3 separate regions of the Rattus norvegicus genome follow, and regions 1 and 2 are each linked to region 3. The links are chromatin contacts, called in public Hi-C maps. All regions are on one chromosome and are shown on one strand. Each heading gives the region's core, a stretch centred on a gene start, on an enhancer-like site or on the middle of the called end of the contact. The rest is flanking DNA. Distances are from core to core; before and after follow the strand shown.

The links. Hi-C and Micro-C count contacts between places; a contact is called where the count stands out from the background.
Region 1: a contact with region 3 is called in a Hi-C map of hepatocytes, with 2.1 times the contacts expected there. The contact joins the promoter of Chd7 here to the promoter of Lnc056 in region 3. A contact is called at or near these places in 9 of 12 Hi-C or Micro-C datasets (the A7r5 cell line, Schwann cells, frontal cortex and 5 more) and 1 of 1 datasets of contacts at active chromatin or transcription factors (oligodendrocytes).
Region 2: a contact with region 3 is called in a Hi-C map of frontal cortex, with 4 times the contacts expected there. The contact joins the enhancer-like site here to the promoter of Lnc056 in region 3. A contact is called at or near these places in 5 of 12 Hi-C or Micro-C datasets (frontal cortex, hepatocytes, liver and 2 more).

The regions. Positions count from the first base shown.
Region 1 is chr5:26,608,108-26,610,807 of GRCr8, reverse strand. Chd7 (chromodomain helicase DNA binding protein 7) reads right to left here and starts at 1,401. Exons shown (of 38, transcript NM_001107906.3): 1 at 1,054-1,401.
Region 2 is chr5:26,534,396-26,537,261 of GRCr8, reverse strand. It overlaps Rab2a (RAB2A, member RAS oncogene family), which reads right to left. Exons shown (of 8, transcript NM_031718.2): 8 at 1-1,118. The coding sequence ends at 1,023. Among named protein-coding and RNA genes, the nearest start is that of Rab2a, 62 kb to the right of the region's middle. Within about 2 kb of position 1,556, at least 37 of the 93 cell types and tissues checked have an H3K27ac peak or open chromatin away from gene starts, as enhancers often do.
Region 3 is chr5:26,959,075-26,961,774 of GRCr8, reverse strand. Lnc056 (long non-coding RNA 056) reads left to right here and starts at 1,278. Exons shown (of 2, transcript NR_126574.1): 1 at 1,278-1,375; 2 at 1,567-1,721.

The DNA of each region.
Region 1 (2,700 bases), core at 152-2,651, 350 kb after region 3:
GGCACCGCGTAACCCCGCCGCTCCGGGGCCACCTGGCGACCCCCGCCCCCGCCCGGACCCCCGACAGGCTGGGGGGAGGGGAACGGGGACGCGAGTTGGGATCGCGGATTAAAGTCGCTATTATGCCGCCGCCGGCGGCCCGGCCAGCTCGGCAAGGTGGGGTCCCCCGGTCGCCCGCCCGCGCTCGCCCCGGCCCGGCTCCCTTTCTTCTCGTCCTCGCGCACTTGGGAGCTGCCGGGGATCCCCAGGAACCCCTAGCTGCGGGCTCGGAACTCTGCGGTCGCCGCCGCCACCGGCTGGGCTCGGGACGCCCCCCGCGCCGCGTGTTCGCGCCACCCCCGCCCCCGCCCCACGCGGCGCCCCGCGCACTTTCCCTGCCGCCGACCCACCTCGCCCGTGGCTGTCCCCGCGCGGGCTGGCGCCGCCGCGCCCGCAGGGACGCACTTTGTTCGCGCCGGTGCGGCCGCCGCTCCCGGCGAGCGCGGCGTGGTCGGGCCGGAGCGGGGGGCGGGGGCGAGGCGGGGGGCGCCGCCGTCCCCGAGCCCCGCGCTCAGCGCCCCGCGCCCGCGCGCCCGCCGCCGCTCGCGCCGGAGTTGGAGCCCAACTTTTTCCTCCTTCCCTTTTCTCTCGAACGCAGCCGGCAACTCGTGCTCGGTGCCGGCGGGAGGAAACGCGCTCGCGCTCCCCAGCGCGCAGACACGCTCCCTCCTGTCCCCGTCCCCCCCGACGCCGGCAGCACAACAAAAAGCCATTTACATGCGAGGAAGTGACCCTCGGCCGCCCCGCGCGCCCCCGCCGCCGCCGGCCCCGCGGACGCAGGCAAAAGTTGGGGCGCCGGGCGGCGCTCGGGCCGCGGGTTCGGGCCCCGCCGGCAGCAACACGGGCGACCGGGCGGGCGGCGCTACGCTCCTGCCGACCGCGGCCCCCGCGCACCTCTCCCCGCGCCCCGCACACGCCCAACTCCCCGCTCGCAACTCCGCGCGGCCGCGGCCCGGGCCGGCGCGGTTTCCTGCCGCCGCCCCTCCCGGGGGCGCCGGGGAAGTCTGCGCTCACCGGCTCGCTCGTTCGCTCGGGTTAGTCCGCCGCCGCGCGCCGTGGGGAACAAAACGCAGAGCGGCTCCGGAGTTGGCTCGGCGGCCGCGGCCGGGGGCTGATCCACGGACGCGGAGTTAGCCGCGCGCGGACGGGGCTCTGGCGAGTTGCGGGGTCTCCGGGTCCCCGGGCCGCCTCCTCCGCGGAGCTCCTTTGTGTAATTCCACTCGATTCAAGTTTAATCCGATAGTTCCCGAGCACGAGCGCGTCCGCACCACCACGGCTCAACCCCCGCGCCGCCGCCGCCGCCGCCACCGCTGCCGCCGCCGCCGCCGCCGCCGCCGCCGCGGCCCCAGCACGCCAGCGCCTGCGCGCGCCCTGCACGCCGCGCGCACGAGCCTCCGGGACCGCGCGCGCCCGCGGCCGGCTCCCTCCGCGGCGCGCCCGCGCCCGCGCGCCGCCACCTGACGTCAGGCGCGCCTGGCATAATTTATGCAAGAATTCGGCCGGGGTGGCGGAGGCCGCGGAGAGGCCGAGAGAAGGGGGCGGCGCGGCGCGGACGGCCGCCCCTTCCCGTCCTGCCGGGCGCCGGCGCAGCGGGCGGGTGTCGGTCCCGGTGCGCGGCCGCCGCAGCCTCTCGGGCAGCCTGCTGCAAGCGCTCCCGCGCGGGTCCAGAGGGTGCCACGTTTCCGCGCAGCACCTTCCCGGAGCCGCGGTGCGCCGCCCTGGGACAGGAAGCCGAGGCCCGGAGCCCGTAGTGACCCCCGGCCACCGCGAGGGGTGTCCAGCGCCGTGCGGACCGAGGAGGCTGGGGGTGTTTGGGTGTCTCCTGTAATTATCCTTCAACTTGAGATGATTTTCCCACAAGAAATACCTAGGATGGACGCCTTTCCTTTCAAATAGATCCATTCCTGCCTCACCACTTTGCTTTTGCCGACGTCCTCGGTGATAGGACCGCGCGATCTTCCACTAAATCAAAAAGTTTAACTAGATGGCATTGATTTTGGTTGAATATGTGAGCGTGCCAAAAAACGAAGGGATAGCGCAGTGGTTATGAAACAAAGAAATAGAATGTGTGCCCATTTTTAAACGTGTCAGAACTGGAGTGTTTTCATCATTCCCTCGCCAATGTGGCACTAAATATGATCTTCCAGTTTGAGTATCCGACCTTCTTGCCCATTTCTCTTTCCAGTGCAATATGAATATTAACCTTGAAGACATTTTTAAAAATTAATTTTCCTCTTGCGTAATAGATATTTAAACATTTCCTGCGCATCTTTTGTGTGCAAAACACGAAGCGAATATCATTTATAAACGGCCAACAATTGTAAACTCCAACATGGTTTTATTAGGTTAAAGACTGCACTCATTTATAAATAAGGAAGGAGGTTATACAGCCGACTATGACAGCTGTGTAAGTGATATTGAACTCAAAAATCGTAGAAAAAAAAATCAACCATGCCAATCTCACCCACTGATGATGCCCGTGCTGCTACTGAGCCTAGAATCACACTGTTTTTATTTGGACAAGTGATTTGCCAAAACTGTTTCATTTGTACTGCAACTAAACCGGTTAGACATTTATTTCCTAATAGCAATAATTTTATTCTTTTTTATTATTTTACAATCTGATGCTTATTTAAGTACATTGCTTCTGACTTTTTTTCA
Region 2 (2,866 bases), core at 307-2,806, 420 kb after region 3:
CATATTTTAAAGATTATAGATAGGTTGCCACTGAAAGAAAAAATTTTACACAGTCACTGTACATCAAGGTTGACAAACTGCCCTGCATGAAAATATACTTAGAAACTGTGTGAATAAAAGGGAACATTATTGTATCTAAGGGAAGGTTAAGTGGCATGGCGTGCCCTCTCCGTGGTCCTCGCTCTAGGGAGTTGCGTAGTGTTGGAGTTTGTGTCTGCCCTTCCCACTCATTACACCGTGTTTTACCCAACAGCACTCATTAAGGCAAACAAATCCTTTTATGAAGTGGTCTCAAGAAACTGTGGACAAAGAGCAAACTTTTGGCATTAACACAGGTTAACACACACAGCCTTAGTAGTACACAGGAAGCGCAGTTTCTTGGACTAGTGACAAGAAAAGATGAACATGCTCGTTAACGATGTCAAAAAGTTTAAAAGTCAGTGTCCAAGCAATTCCTAACAATGCTTCTGTAGCTTTAAGCTCCGAACAGTGGTAGAATTTATGCAAATGCATTAGAGTTCAAGCTTGGCAAATCACACCCAAGCAGGTTATTAAACTATATATACAGAAAGCAAATGATAAATACAGAATTCAAAGAGTTCTGCTTTTCCTTACATCCTTGAAAGTTGACAAACCTTTTGAGGACAGTCCTATAATATTAAACATTAGGTAACCACGGGTGTCGGGAGACCTAACTACACAAACTGATTTAAAATACTCACCATGACTTTGTAGTGTTTTAATACAATTCAGCTCGTAGTTAAGGGCACAAGACAACATTTAACAAAAATAATCACATCAATTGACCTAGAAATCAAATGCAAATAGATATGAATACAATCTCCAAAATCTGTCTTTTTAAGTGAACATTAACCATTTATTCAAAGTTATACAAGAATCTGAAGGATTAAAGTCTCCTGTGACACAAAGCCATTTCAATAGTTTCATGTCTCAGCTGAGCATGAGGAGAGAGGGTGACAGAGTGCGTGGCTCCACTGGGCAGCTAGCCGGCAACAGCAGACTCAGCAGCAGCCTCCCCCTGCCTGCTGCCCTCCTTGGTTGCCTCCGTGAGATGCATTGGTAGCAGCATGCTGAGGGCCAATTTTGATGCCGTTTGCCTGAAGGAGAAGACAGGACGGTAAACAGAAGTGGGCCTGAGCAGGCAGCAGACCAACTAGATTACTCTTTTTTACATTCATGTAATTCTTAGTGACTTAATTGTGCCAACCAACAGTAAAACATATTTTGAGTAGACTTTTGAAACGAGGTGGTTTCTTCTTTAAAAACAACACAGAGGGAATGTTTTGGAAAGAGTTTGCTAGGGAACTGGTCAGCAGAAATCAGATAATGCTGCTTGTCAGGGCTCCATAGTGAGGAGATTACTTGTAACAATTAGTACATGGAGCGATTATTAAAGAATAAAACTACCCAAAGCCTTCACTGCTCTAGCGGATGTAAAATCTTTCTTTTAGACAGCACTTCTGTTCCATGTTGAATCAGCTGTGCAGGCTGAGGGACATAAGTGTTCTGTGTCATCAATAATTTCTGTGATCCCCAAAGACGTGGCAGGTTGCCAAGAACCCACACACAGAGTGGTTCTTTCATTCGTCAAATTCACACTTGTGTCTTAACCCTCACTCCCTCAAGTGGATTTTACCTAAAAATACAACACTTTGAGAAAAGTAATACAGTAGCTCCAGAAATTAAGCTCTTAAGGAAACTTTGCGTCACAGTAAATCTCAGATTTATGGTGCTTGGCAGTTACTCTGTAGCAGTAGGAGCCTTGGGGCTTCTGGCAATAGCACACTATTGACAGTGGCTGATGTGGTTTCTTCTCGCTCTTTTGACTCCTCTTTAATAAAAAGCATGCCCTATGGCTCATTGGTTCTGCCCCCTCTGGGCTGGTAGCAACTTCTTGAGGAATCAAGGAGTCAGGCCTGGCATCAGGCCAAATAAACAGCACGGCCTGCTGGCTTCTGACAGCCATCAGAGCTGCAGAAGGCACGGCAAGGCAGTTAGCTACCGCACGAAACCAGCCAGAAACAGCACACGTGCCCTTTAACCAGAGGGCCAATTACTGTTCAATTTATAGGGTATTAGTCTCCGAATGGTGTCACCTTTAAATTAACTCAAGAAGTGTTGCCATGAAAGTCTAAAGGTAAGATTTAAAGCCACGCTATTCCAAATTTTAAAAATCGAGTGCTTTTTGGAAAGCGAAGGCAAACTGCTGACAGCCTCATGTTGGTACTAGCCAAGAGCATCTCTTAGATGTCTTTAATACAAAGTAACAGAAATGCTTATGTGAAAGTAAATAACATATTCTATTTACTTAAATATTTTGAAATAAGGATAAACACAGAGAGGGGAATTTAGGTCAAAATGACAACTAGCGGACATTTACTATCATCTAAAATGTCACACTTGGTCCTAATCGTGTAGACCAAGTTGGGCTCAAAATAACATTAGAGAAAGCTAGGCCAGCTGTTAGCTATATGTATTTATTTGGCCTTCTGAAAGCTGTGCTTTGCTCTAATGAGACATTTGTGAGTTGGGAATCGCCTTCTCTCTTATATATTTGGTTGTGAGCCTAGCCTTTAACGGCTGAGCCATCTCTCCAGCCCCCCCCCCTTTTTTTCTTTTTTTTCAGAGTGGGGGACCGAACCCAGGGCCTTTCGCTTGCTAGGCAAGCGCTCTACCACTGAGCTAAATCCCCAACCCTGGGAATTGCCTTCTCTCATAACAGAAGAGCGTGCACTGCAGAAGTCCATGGGCCATACATTTACACGCTAGGATATTAACCCCAAAGAATGAGTCCATGTGAAGAAATGCAGGTCTTCTTTGCAACTGAGGGAATTTATATTATTCT
Region 3 (2,700 bases), core at 29-2,528:
CATTCTTTAGTTCAGATGGACTTTAAACGCATAGCCTACCTCCTGCCTCGGTTTTTCAATATCTGGGTTTGTAGGCCTAGGCCACCACGTTAATCCTATTTTCTTGAATTTGCCTTTGTGTGATTTCTGTTCTCTATTAGATGTTATTAAATGTTATTTATTTAATGTGTGAGTCCAAATCGTTCTCTCCCTCGGGTCTGGGGGTGTGGTGAAAGCGCTTGAGTATCATGACGCAGGTGTGGAGGAAGGTCAGAGAACAGTTTTGGGGAGTCTGTTCTTTCTTTCCACCATGTGCTAGTCTGGAATCAAACGGAGGTTGTCTGCTTGGGAAAAGTGCCTTTTCCCGCCAAGCCGCCTCTCCAGCCCTGTTCCTGACGCCGATGCTTTGTTTTATCATTTGCTTGAAAGAGTAAAACAGCCTTCAAACTCTCCAGAGATCCGTAACATGCACAGAATTATACATTATCAGACAACTTTTCCTTACCCTTCTTGTCTGTACAGACACGGAAAGTACATGCCTAGGAAGGAAGGAAGCAGAGGTACATGGCGGGAAAGGGAATAAAGTGTAAGAGAGAAGAAACTCCCACTTGAAGACGACAAAGAGGGCACTGACCACACATGGGCGAGATAAAGGGTCTTTTGTTTTTGTTTTTGTTTTTCTTAGAAGATATCACATTTTTTCCTTTGCTCTTGCTCACGATGGAGTGGAGTTAATCTTCATCTTTCTCCCGAGAAGGCACAAAATGAACCATCTTAAACTCAGAAGGGAAAAAAAAAAAAAAACCAACACCATCTGTTGCTGCGCTGAAGCGTTGTAGTGGGGGAGGGGACAAGCCAGTTGTTAACCCGGAAAGCACTCAGGCGCTCAGTTCCCCACTCTGCCTTCTGCCTAGAAGCTAGAAGAGAGGTCCAACTAGAGGGGGGAGGATTCCTTTCCCGGAGGTTTGGATTATTAGCCATTGTACGTGGGTGCGCTGGATTACAACCCAGAGTACGTGGGGAAAGACGTAGGTGGCACTTTACCGAAACGAGATACGTCAAGCTGCTTCAGTGCTGCTAAGGAAAGGATTTCCCTCTCCTTCAATCCCTATCAGTATCATCTGATGGTTTTTTATTTGTTAAACTATCGTCAGATTAACCATACATGTAAAAAAAAATAGCCTTAAAAACAAGGCGCGGCTCGTCATTATCCCAATCACGCATGACTTTGATCGTTTCAGAAAAGGAAATAAAATATTTAAAACCCCACAGGTCTTTATCTGGGCTGTGCGTCTGAACATGCAGCGGCCCCTTGGAACCGAGCTGTGCTGGAGCAGAGAAAGGCTGTGGGTGCGGAGGGACCGCTGGCTTCGTGGCGATGTCGGGCAAACAGCAGGTCAATCTCATCCAGGCGTTAATGAAGGAGAGGGAGGGCAGGCGTCCACTGACAGAAAACAAACCTTCAGCCCCCACAGCCAAAGTCTCTCTGGGCTGTCCCCGTGCTTCAGGGTGACCCACAATGACAAAGCCCACGGGAGCAGTTTACGCATTCGCTTCGAGCATCGTCCTAACCGTGAATTTTTGCAGAGACGGTGAGACGTGGCCACCCTGGCTGTCGCCGCGACTCCCCCAACTCCTCGCGGAGTGATGCCTCGCGGCCGTGGTACTAGACGCCGCCGGAAGATGGCGCACGAAGCTACCGACTCAATCGAGGGTACCGAGAGCTACTTTGGACTAGGTGGCGGAAGAGGGATTTTGATTCATTAAAAAACATAAATTGTACTTGATGAACAATAATAAAAATAAAAAAAACTGACAACTAGATTCCACAGAGATGAGTTTTTAAATCCCTGAAATCAATTTATTTAAAATTATTTAATTTAATTTACTAAATTTCGGTAACTGCTATGTAATGGTGCATGCCGGGCTGTTAGGTTTTATAGCATCTAAATGCTTCTCTTTACGCTGATTGCTGCAGTTGCACAGTCGCCAGAGAACTCTGTCCCCATCTCCAAGCTGTGTAAACAAATTGAGGCGAGAATAATTACACACTGAGAGAAAGGCTCAAGGAAAACCCATGGAAACCAGAGAGAGCCCCAGCCACAAAATACCACCTTAAAAGGGCTCAAAGATCAGTGCTGGTGACTTTACTAAAATCAGCCAGGGGGGCCAATTCTAAACTAAGCAGTGCCCGGGTGCTTCTTAGAGCAGGATCTTCCTTTCAGTAAAATAAAATCCATAGCCACGCGGACATTACACCTTACATTGTTTACGTTAATGAGCGTACATTTCTAGTTTCCCAGCTAGAAAATTCGTGCCCAGAAAAATCTAGAAACTTTGCTCCTCCTTTGAGCTAGGAATGATTTCTGCAACCAAATATTAGTCGTTTCATAAAAGGAACCTTCCCATTCTCCTTTGTGAAGTTCCAACGTGCACATCATGTTGGCGTGCATGGCTATGTCTGATTTGCACACAGGAAGTTGCACACGAACATACTATTTTAAATCTGTGTGTGCATGCGCACGTGTGTGCAAATGCGGGTATACACGCTGTCTGCATGCTATGCGGCTCCATTGTTTTCGGCGTAACTGATTTTGGCACCAGCTCGTTAGCACTTTGGAAGGGCCTTCATTAGCACTGGGACAGTAGCCAAAAGGAATCCAGAAAAATCAACACATGGCTGCTCCTGTTCTCACGATAAACGACAGCTTTCCTGGAAAA